Regions from separate parts of the Rattus norvegicus genome. Here region 2 is linked to region 1. Evidence: chromatin contacts called from public Hi-C data. All regions are on one chromosome and are shown on one strand. The core of a region is the stretch at or near the end of the contact, and the rest is flanking DNA. Distances in the headings are between cores, read along the strand shown. Region 1 overlaps Jdp2 (Jun dimerization protein 2). Region 2 has its middle 34 kb from the start of Batf.

The links. Hi-C and Micro-C count contacts between places; a contact is called where the count stands out from the background.
Region 2: a contact with region 1 is called in a Hi-C map of frontal cortex, with 2.2 times the contacts expected there. The contact joins two enhancer-like sites. A contact is called at or near these places in 3 of 12 Hi-C or Micro-C datasets (the A7r5 cell line, frontal cortex and liver).

What each region holds. Positions count from the first base shown.
Region 1 is chr6:111,005,163-111,009,509 of GRCr8, forward strand. All of the region lies in intron 2 of Jdp2 (Jun dimerization protein 2), which reads left to right. Among named protein-coding and RNA genes, the nearest start is that of Jdp2, 14 kb to the left of the region's middle. Within about 2 kb of position 2,724, at least 2 of the 93 cell types and tissues checked have an H3K27ac peak or open chromatin away from gene starts, as enhancers often do.
Region 2 is chr6:111,048,170-111,052,384 of GRCr8, forward strand. No RefSeq gene overlaps it. Among named protein-coding and RNA genes, the nearest start is that of Batf, 34 kb to the right of the region's middle. Within about 2 kb of position 2,827, at least 9 of the 93 cell types and tissues checked have an H3K27ac peak or open chromatin away from gene starts, as enhancers often do.

The DNA.
Region 1 (4,347 bases), core at 1,474-3,973:
TCCCAATTCCATCTCCCTTGCCCTGAGTCAGGCAGCAGGCATAGTCATTTGTGAGGCTCCCCCCTTTGCCTCACAGGCGTCTGTCCTCCCCCCTCGGCCTTCTGTGTATCATTGGGTGTAGATGTCGGTGCTATCGTGTCACGGCTTGTGTGCAGAGGTGAGAGGGCAACCTCAGCCCTCCACAGTCCGTCTTGAAACAGGGTCTCTGTTGTTTTTCACTGCGTGTGTCAGGCTAGCTGGCTCAGAGGCTTTGGGAGATCCTCCAGTCTCCAGGAGGATGCTCAGCCTATGTGTCCAGATTTTACAAGAACTGGAGGGATTCCGTGTCAGGCCCTCAGACTTGTACAAAGTTCTCTTGCCCACCGAGCCTGCTCCGCGGCCCCGAAGTCACGATTGTCATTATAGTTGTTACAGGTGAGGTCTACTAGGCTGGATGACAGCCAAGGTCACCTGCTAGGAGAACAAATAAGCAATGTGACTCTGGAACCAACGGGTTTAACCTTACACAGTGATGTTTGTTCCCTTGTCCCGTGTTTCTGCCCAGGCTTCTAACTGAGCCCTTTTTTTACTTGAGGACCCCAGATACACTAAACCCTAAAACACTCATCCGTCCAAAGAGGCCAGTTCAGTAGTGAGTGTCTCAGGGTCCCAAGGAAGCCCTGTGCTTGTAGCTCTGTCAGAATTGGCTTTTGCATCCACCTTGCAAAGACCAGCGCTCTTCTGGACCACATCCAAACACACACAGAATTTCAGTTTAGAAAACGTCAAAGGGCTTAAGCAACGGGTTGTGAATTACGAAGCGTTTTGTGCTGATGTTGGGCAGTATTAGCAGATGACATGATATTAAAATGATTTGGGGCCAATTACTTGTCTGCAGTCCATCCACCAAGTATCTCCTGCGTGCTAAACATTGTGTTGTGTACCAAGGTTGGAACTATCAATAAAGGAGATAGACTCCTTCCTCTCTTGGAGCTTTTTATGGTAGTGAGGATCACAAAAAGGAAGGCAATTAATTCATAGTATTAAAGGCCAGGTAGTGGTCAGTCATCCTCATCTGGTGGAATGCTGTGTTCATTCTGGTGACTGGCCAGGGACTCTAGGGACATTCTGTCCTGTTGAGTGTGTGTGTGTGTGTGTGTGTGTGTGTGTCTGTGTCTGTGTCTGTGTCTGTGTGTGTTAAGAGACAATGCTTCTTTCTTGTTCCTCCCTTCTTTTCAAGGCAACACTGCTTTCTAGAAGACTATAGGTTTTTTTTCCTTCTGTTATGTTGTGTACTGTGTCCTCTGATGGGGGTACCTCTTAGCTAGCTAGTCCTTTCTGACCTGGAAATGTGGGCAGCTGTGGCCTGGTGGCCCAGAATGCATCTTCAGTTGGGAGAGAAGGAGGCCAGATGCCTCTCCCTTGCACACTCAGCCACATACCATACATTCGATCACCCTAGTTGGATGAGACCCCCCTGCAAGTCCCTGACTGTGCCACAGTGTCTGGAAGAAGCTTAAGGATTCAAAAGGAGACTGCTCTGGGTGATCTAGAACGGGCTATAAACGATCAATCAGGCTGGTCTGGGGGTCAGCCTGCAGACTGAGTCCAGTGGTCTGCTCCCTCCTCTGCCCTCCCCTCTCCTTTTCCTCCTCCTACTTTATTTTGATTTTTTCCCCTAAGCTATGGCCTCCTTATGTAGCCCAGGCTTGAACTCATGAACCTCCTCCTCCCATCTGGAACTGAGCATTGACGTTATAGTGACTGCCCCCAACGTGTGTAAGCATGTGTGTTTGTATTTGTGTATGTATATATATATATATCTGTGTGTATGTATCTGTGTGCATTGTGTATATCTGTGTGTGTATGTATGTGTCAGTATCTGTGTCTATCTGTCTGTCTGTCTGTCTATCTGCCTCTCTCCCCCCCCCCCCCCCTCTCTCTCTCTCTCTCTCTCTCTCTGTGTGTGTGTGTGTGTGTGTGTGTGTGTGTGTGTGTTGAATGGGTTGCAATAATTAGACTTCTCTTTTAAAGTAGCCTTCTCTGGCCCCTCCAGGCAGACACCCTTCTATGCACACGCACTTTCCATGTCACCGTGTCCCACTCTGCACTGCCCTCCTTGCTGTCTCTCACGGGCCCACTTCCCACTGTGCTCTTAGCAGCAGAGGTGTGAATGGGTGCTGTGGGTTGAGGTGCAGGGCTCTGATCTTACATTTTACATCTTCTGTCTGGTCCTTTAGCTCCTCACGGGCTTGTACATCCCACTCCTTATTGGGCTGAACATTATTAACCGTGTTGACCCCCTCTGTGCTCTGTCCTCTAAGCCTTACTTTCCCTGGTTTTTCTATTTCTTAATTTAAATTGGGGGTGAGGGGCCAGGAGGGGAGGGGAGAGAAAGTGGAAGAGAGAGAACATGGTGGAACATCCCTATAGCTTGGGAGGTTTTTCCAAGCTCTACATTTGCCCTGCCCTATCCCACCCCCCTACCTCCCTACCCCAAAACACACTGAGTGTGGAATTTTGGGGCTCCGTATACTTAGCAGGCTCAGGGTGCCCTTGGATCTTTTGGGAAGTGACTCAGGCATCTATATCTCCAACATCCACATCCTTCCCAGCTCCAGGGCAGGCTCTACCCCCTTGTTACTTTCAGAGCCACCTTATGTAGCCCAGGCTTGAACTCATGAACCTCCTGGCGACTTCCCACCATCTTCGGGGCCCCGTGGGACATTTCAAAGCTTTCTCCGATTGGGTGGAGGTGAACTGGAGTCTGTGGGTCCAGGGTGACCTTAGAGGACAGGTCACTCTCCAGCACAAGTGGTCCTCCAGGGGGTAATCAGAAAAGGAACCAAGACATAATCCTTGTTCTAGCCTGAACATCTGAAGTTGCGTCAAGCCAGCGCCGTGCTGGGTAAACATTGGCCCAAGCTTGCTAGTGTTTTTAGAGACTTGAAACGTAAAGGCAGTCCGCTGACATTTTTAGCAAGCCTTGCATAATTGGTTTTTAATTTGTGGCTCTTTGGAATAGGCTTGGCCTTCTTCCCCTGGCTCGGGATTTTTTTTTTTTTTTTTTTTTTTTTTTTTTGTCTCATACTTGGTTGGCAGAGAAAGCCCAGCTGGTCCTTTCTGGAAACAGACACACAGACACTCCCAGTTCATCTTTGAAATCTCGAGCTTCCACTTTGGCTCCATTGCTTTGCGAGCGTGTTTTCAGAAGTGGTTGACTATTTAAAATGTGGGGATGTGCTTGTGTGCTTGTGTGTTTGCAGGTACACTAGCGCACGTGTGAGTGCAGAGGGCAGAGGATACCCTTAGATGTCATGTTTCCTTAGTCATGATCCACCTTGACTTTTGAGACCGAGTCTCTTTTTGAGCTTTGAGCTCCTCAACTGCAGCTAGGTTGGCTGACCAGTGACCTCACGGATCTTCCTTCACCTCCTGACGCTGGAATAACGAATGTGCTGATGTCCCCAACTTTCTAGGTGTGCTCTGGGGGTTGATCTCAGGTCAACCTGTGCTTGCTTGTCAAGCACTTTACTGACAGAGCTGTGTCCCCACAGCTCCAGATATTTTGTTTTAAGCAGAAAACTGAAGGGGTAAGTGATACTGACTGGCAGTGCTGGATATGTTAGATGTTGGCTTCTGTGGTCCTGAGTCAAAACTGCTATCAAGCCCTGAGCTTGTATAAGGCTCACTGGGTTTTGTTTCTTTTGTTTTGGTTTTGTTTCCCTGAAAATGGTGTTTGGAGCTCGGGAATACCTCAGTGGTAGAGTGCTCAGGGTCCTGGGTTCAGCCTTTAGTACAAACACATGGATCATACCTGGTGTCCTGACACACGGTTGTCCTGTCCCATGGTCCTTAGGAGAGATGATGGGTGATATGGACAAATCTGTATTTTCTTGGGGAAAAAAAATCAAACGCTTTTGAAAAGCTCATGGGGTAGTTCTTGTGGCTTCTTTACGCTCCCACCTTCAGAGGGGCGTGGTGACATCATCCCCTTAGGTTTGGTGTGATCCAGTGAATTAATGTTGAGAACGATTTCCCGGGATGCCTGGCACACGACAGAGGACACACAGCCCGAAGCTGAAGTGTTGATTGTGCAAGTTCATTTATTGATTAAGCTTGCTCCATGGATTCTCATTTCCTAGAAAGTCCTTTGTCCCTGGAAGTCCTGGGCAGCCTGAATGTTTGGAGGTGCCCAGGAGTCAAGGGAACGGACATTGTCCTGGCTTCCTAACCACAGGGGCCACTCCTGGGATCTGGGAAGAGCCCTTGGCTTGAGTTTATGCTTCCGAGTTTTAAAACAGAATGCCGCTCCTTCCCAGTGTGATTCCGGGTAAGTCGTTGGCCACGCTGAGTGGTAGGTCTATC
Region 2 (4,215 bases), core at 1,577-4,076, 43 kb after region 1:
AGGAGGAGGAGGGAGAGGGAGAGGAGGAGGAGAGGAGGAAGAGGAGGAGGAAGAGGAGGAGGAAGAGGAGGAGGAGAGGCAGCAGCAGTGGCCAACAATTGCATTTTAGGGCAAAATGGATCACAGGAGCCTCACTAAAGAAAATATACAGATGACAAGCACATCTGTCAGGAAAGGATTATACATTACACTGACTTGCTACTATATGTTTATTGTTGTGACTCAAATACAAGTCACAGGAACCACTCAGTCCTGGGGAGGCTGGGGAGGAACAGGGAGGCTCGCTCATTGATGGTGGGGATGCAAAGCCATGCAATGTCTGGGAAGACTGCTTGGCGGGCTCTCAAAGTCACATCTACTCTGACCATGTGATGTAGCAACCATGCTTCCTTGTAACTTGACCAAACAAATTAAACTCCAAGCAAAGGCTCAGGGGAGTCTGCTCAGAATTGCTCCAAACGAAGCTGGGCGAGGGCTCCGTGGGTAAGGGTGCACATATGAAGGCCTAAGTTTAAATCCCCAGCACTCATGTAAAAAGCGGTGGCTGTAAACTCAGAGTTTGGAGGCAGAGGCAAGTGGATTCTGGAAACTCACTGGCTGGCCAGCCTTGCCAAAATGGTGAATTTCCAGCTCAGTGAGAGACCCTTTCTTAAAGGAATAAGGTAGAGAACCAAAGATACCCAGTGCCCTCCTCTGGCCTTTACATACCCAAACCTGGGCATTCACCACTCTCTCTCTCTCTCTCTCTCTCTCTCTCTCTCTCTCTCTCTCTCACACACACACACACACACACACACACACACACACACACATAGGGAGAGGGAGGCGACAGAGGGAGGGGGGAGGAATAGAGAAGAGGGAGGGGGAGAGAGGGAGAGAGAGAGAGAGAGAGAGAGAGAGAGAGAGAGAGATTATGGTGGTATAGCATACACCTTTAATCCCAGCACTTGAGAGGTAGAAGCAGCTGGGTCTCTGTGAGTTTGAGACCAGCCTGGTCTACAGAGTGATTTCCAGGACAGCCAGTGTTAGACGGAGAAGCCCTGTTTCAATTTTTTTATAAAAAGGATTCTAAATAGGCAAAAAACACAATATAGTCTTCAGTGAGTGCACAAGCAAGTTGGCACATCCTGCAGGGAAGCTGTATCTAGGCCTGAGGGGTCCCAGGCTGTCAAGATGGCTCAGTAGGTAAAAAAGCAATTGCTGTCAAAGTCCGAGATTGATCCTTGGAGAAATGAGGCCACAGAGTTGTCTTTTGACCTTTACATGTGTGCCAAAGGGTGTCCCTGCTCCCATAGTATACACATACACACAATAATAAATAGATAATAATAATAATAATAATAATAATAATAATAATAATAATGATAATATCCCCCAAATTGAAGGGCCAGGGTACAGCTTGGTAGTAGTACATTTGCCTATTGCATGAGAGGTGCTGTGTTCAAACCTTACCACTAAGATTTACACAAAAAGGAAAGGAAAGGAAAGGAAAGGAAAGGAAAGGAAAGGAAAGGAAAGGAGAGAAATGGAAGGAAGGGAAAGGAAAGGAGGGGGAGAAAAAGCTATCAACCCACGAAGATCCAAGGAGGATGCCTAGTGTGTACTGCTCTGGTCTGGGAAGGATGCACACTGAGTATACTGGCTAACTTTATATCACCTTGACATAAACTAGAGTTATCCCAGAGGAGAGAGCCTCGGCTGAGAAGTCTCCATTTCATTCAGATGTAGGCAAGCCTCTAGGGCATTTTCTTAATTAGTGATCAATGTGGGAGGGCCCAGTCCAATGTGGGTGGTGCCATCCCTGGGCTGTAGTCCTGGGTTCTGCAAGAAAACAGGCTGAGCAAGGCATTTTGTTACAACAGTGGAAAAGTAACTAATACACCTGAGTTGTATGTATGTGTATAAACGTATGTATGTATGTATGTATGTATGTATGTATGTATGTATGTATGTATGCATGCATAATCTGCATGCATGTACCTTCATATTGTGCATGTCAGATCATGTCAGGATCACGGTTTCAGAGGTTCTCAGTCTGTGGTTATCAAGCATCTGACAGCCATGCCAGTGACCACAAATGCTGACCCTCCTGTCTCAGTCTTCAGACGTCCCAACTCTGACCAAAACATTGACTCCAACTTCCTGAAGGTCCCTGAGCCAGAGTCGTCCAGGTGAGCCACCCCTGAATTCCTAGCTCTCAGTACTCCTGGAGAGAATACTGACTCTTGTTTTAAGCTGCTGAATCTGAGGATCTTTTGTTAGGAGGCAATAGATGACCAATACATATTTGCACCTGCACTCCAGTGGCTACAATTAGACACTTAGTCACACCTAACCTCAACAGAGAGAGAGAGGTGTAGCCCGGTCGTATGCCCAGGGAAAGGGAAAGGGACTGGCTGAGCAGCCAACTATTACCTATGTGGAGGTTCTGTGATTCCTTTCTCGGTGGACAGATGCTGTGGTCAAACCCATCAGCTCATGACATAAGTGCGAGAGGTCTCACTTCTGACCGTCGGTTGCTTGTTATGGGTACCACAGTAGCCACAGATTGCTACAAAGAAGGAGAGGCACCGAGTCCAGATTTAAAGTTTACTTTATATATTTTTAAAGTTCTGATTGTAATTGTTCCTTTACGCTTTTGCCGATTTAATTTTAGCTTTGTGATTTATTTTTGGTGTGTGCAGTGTGGGAGCCCGTGTGTACCACAGTGCACTTGTAGAGGTCAGAGGACAACCTGGGGCAGCTGGTTCTGCCCTTCCGCTGTGTGAGTTCTGGGGATTGGACTCTGGTCCTCGGTCCCAGTGACAAGTGCCTTTACACGCTGAATCATCTTGCAGGCCCCAGACTTTACATAACGGTTTATAAAAAGCTGTACTGTGTGATCACACAGTCTCTGGAGCAAGAAAGTTTTCATGTGCAACGAAAAAAGACTTAGGAAAGAATATAGTGGGAAAGTAAAAATATTCTTCCCGGCAAGATTATGGATGGCTTCCTTTTGTTCATTTCATGTATATTTGGTTTTATTTTAACGTTTCTTTCTTTTCATAGAAAGAAGAGTTTTTTGAGCATGTTACGTGGGCACTATGTGAAGCACAGCTTGCTTTAAAAAATTTTTAGGACTGGAGAGATGGCTCAGCGGTTAAGAGCACTGACTGCTCTTCCAGAGGTCCTGAGTTCAGTTCTAAGCAACCACGTGGTGGCTCACGACCATCTGTAATGAGATCCGATGCCCTCTTCTGGTGTGTCTGACAGCTGCAGTGTACTCATATACATAAAAGTAAATAAGTATTTAAAATTTTTTAAAAACTGCCTGTTTATTTTATTTCACTTCAGTTTTAGATGATGCCAGGGGTTAAACCTGGGGTCTTATGCATGCAAGCCAAGTACGCTACCACTGAACTGCATGCCCAGACCTGTAATTTTGCTTTTATAAGGTGAGGAAGTTGGGTGGTGGTGGTAACGGTTACAGTGGTGGCAGAGGCGGCGGCAGTGGCAGCGCACACCTTTAATCCCAGCGCTCAGGAGACAGAGGCAGGAGGATCTCTGTGAGTTGGAGGCTAGCCTGGTCTACAGAGAGAGTTCCAGAACAGCCAGTCTCTGTCAAGACAGAGAAATCCTGTCTTGAAAAAAAGTAATAATAATTTTAAAATGAAAATATGTGCGTTGTTTTTATTTAAAAAGACATGGTTTTAAAAACAGGGCCTCACTATGTCGTCCAAGCTAGTCTGGAACTCTCTCCTGACTTTGAACTTCCTGCCTCAGTCTCCCAGGCGCTGAGACTAAAGTCATAGAAAAGATAGTTTTTGTTAAAATCCAGTGGAAGGATACAATGCCAAGCCCTCTAACACAAGAGACACTGCAAATGGAGCGGGCGGGTGGGAGGGGGTGGGGGGGGCAGGGTGGGAGGCTGTGCTCTGTTCAGGTTGAGACTGAGCTATCTGGTAGCTCGTGGGGCCTTGGGGAGCAGCCTGTGAATGAAGCACAGAGAGGCTTCTCAGAAGATTGGTTGACACACTGTGCTCAGAGTATTCTCGTGCCCGGCTTTTCCCAGCAGACATGCCGCAGGCCTCCTTGATGCTGCTGCCTGCCTAGGGACAGATCTTGTTTCTGTTTCTTACAGTGGCAGAGTGGCATCCTCTGAATGCCTCCCCCACCCAGACACACACCCACCCCCATGCCACTTTCTGCTTCTTTCTCCCTCTGGCCTGCCAGGCT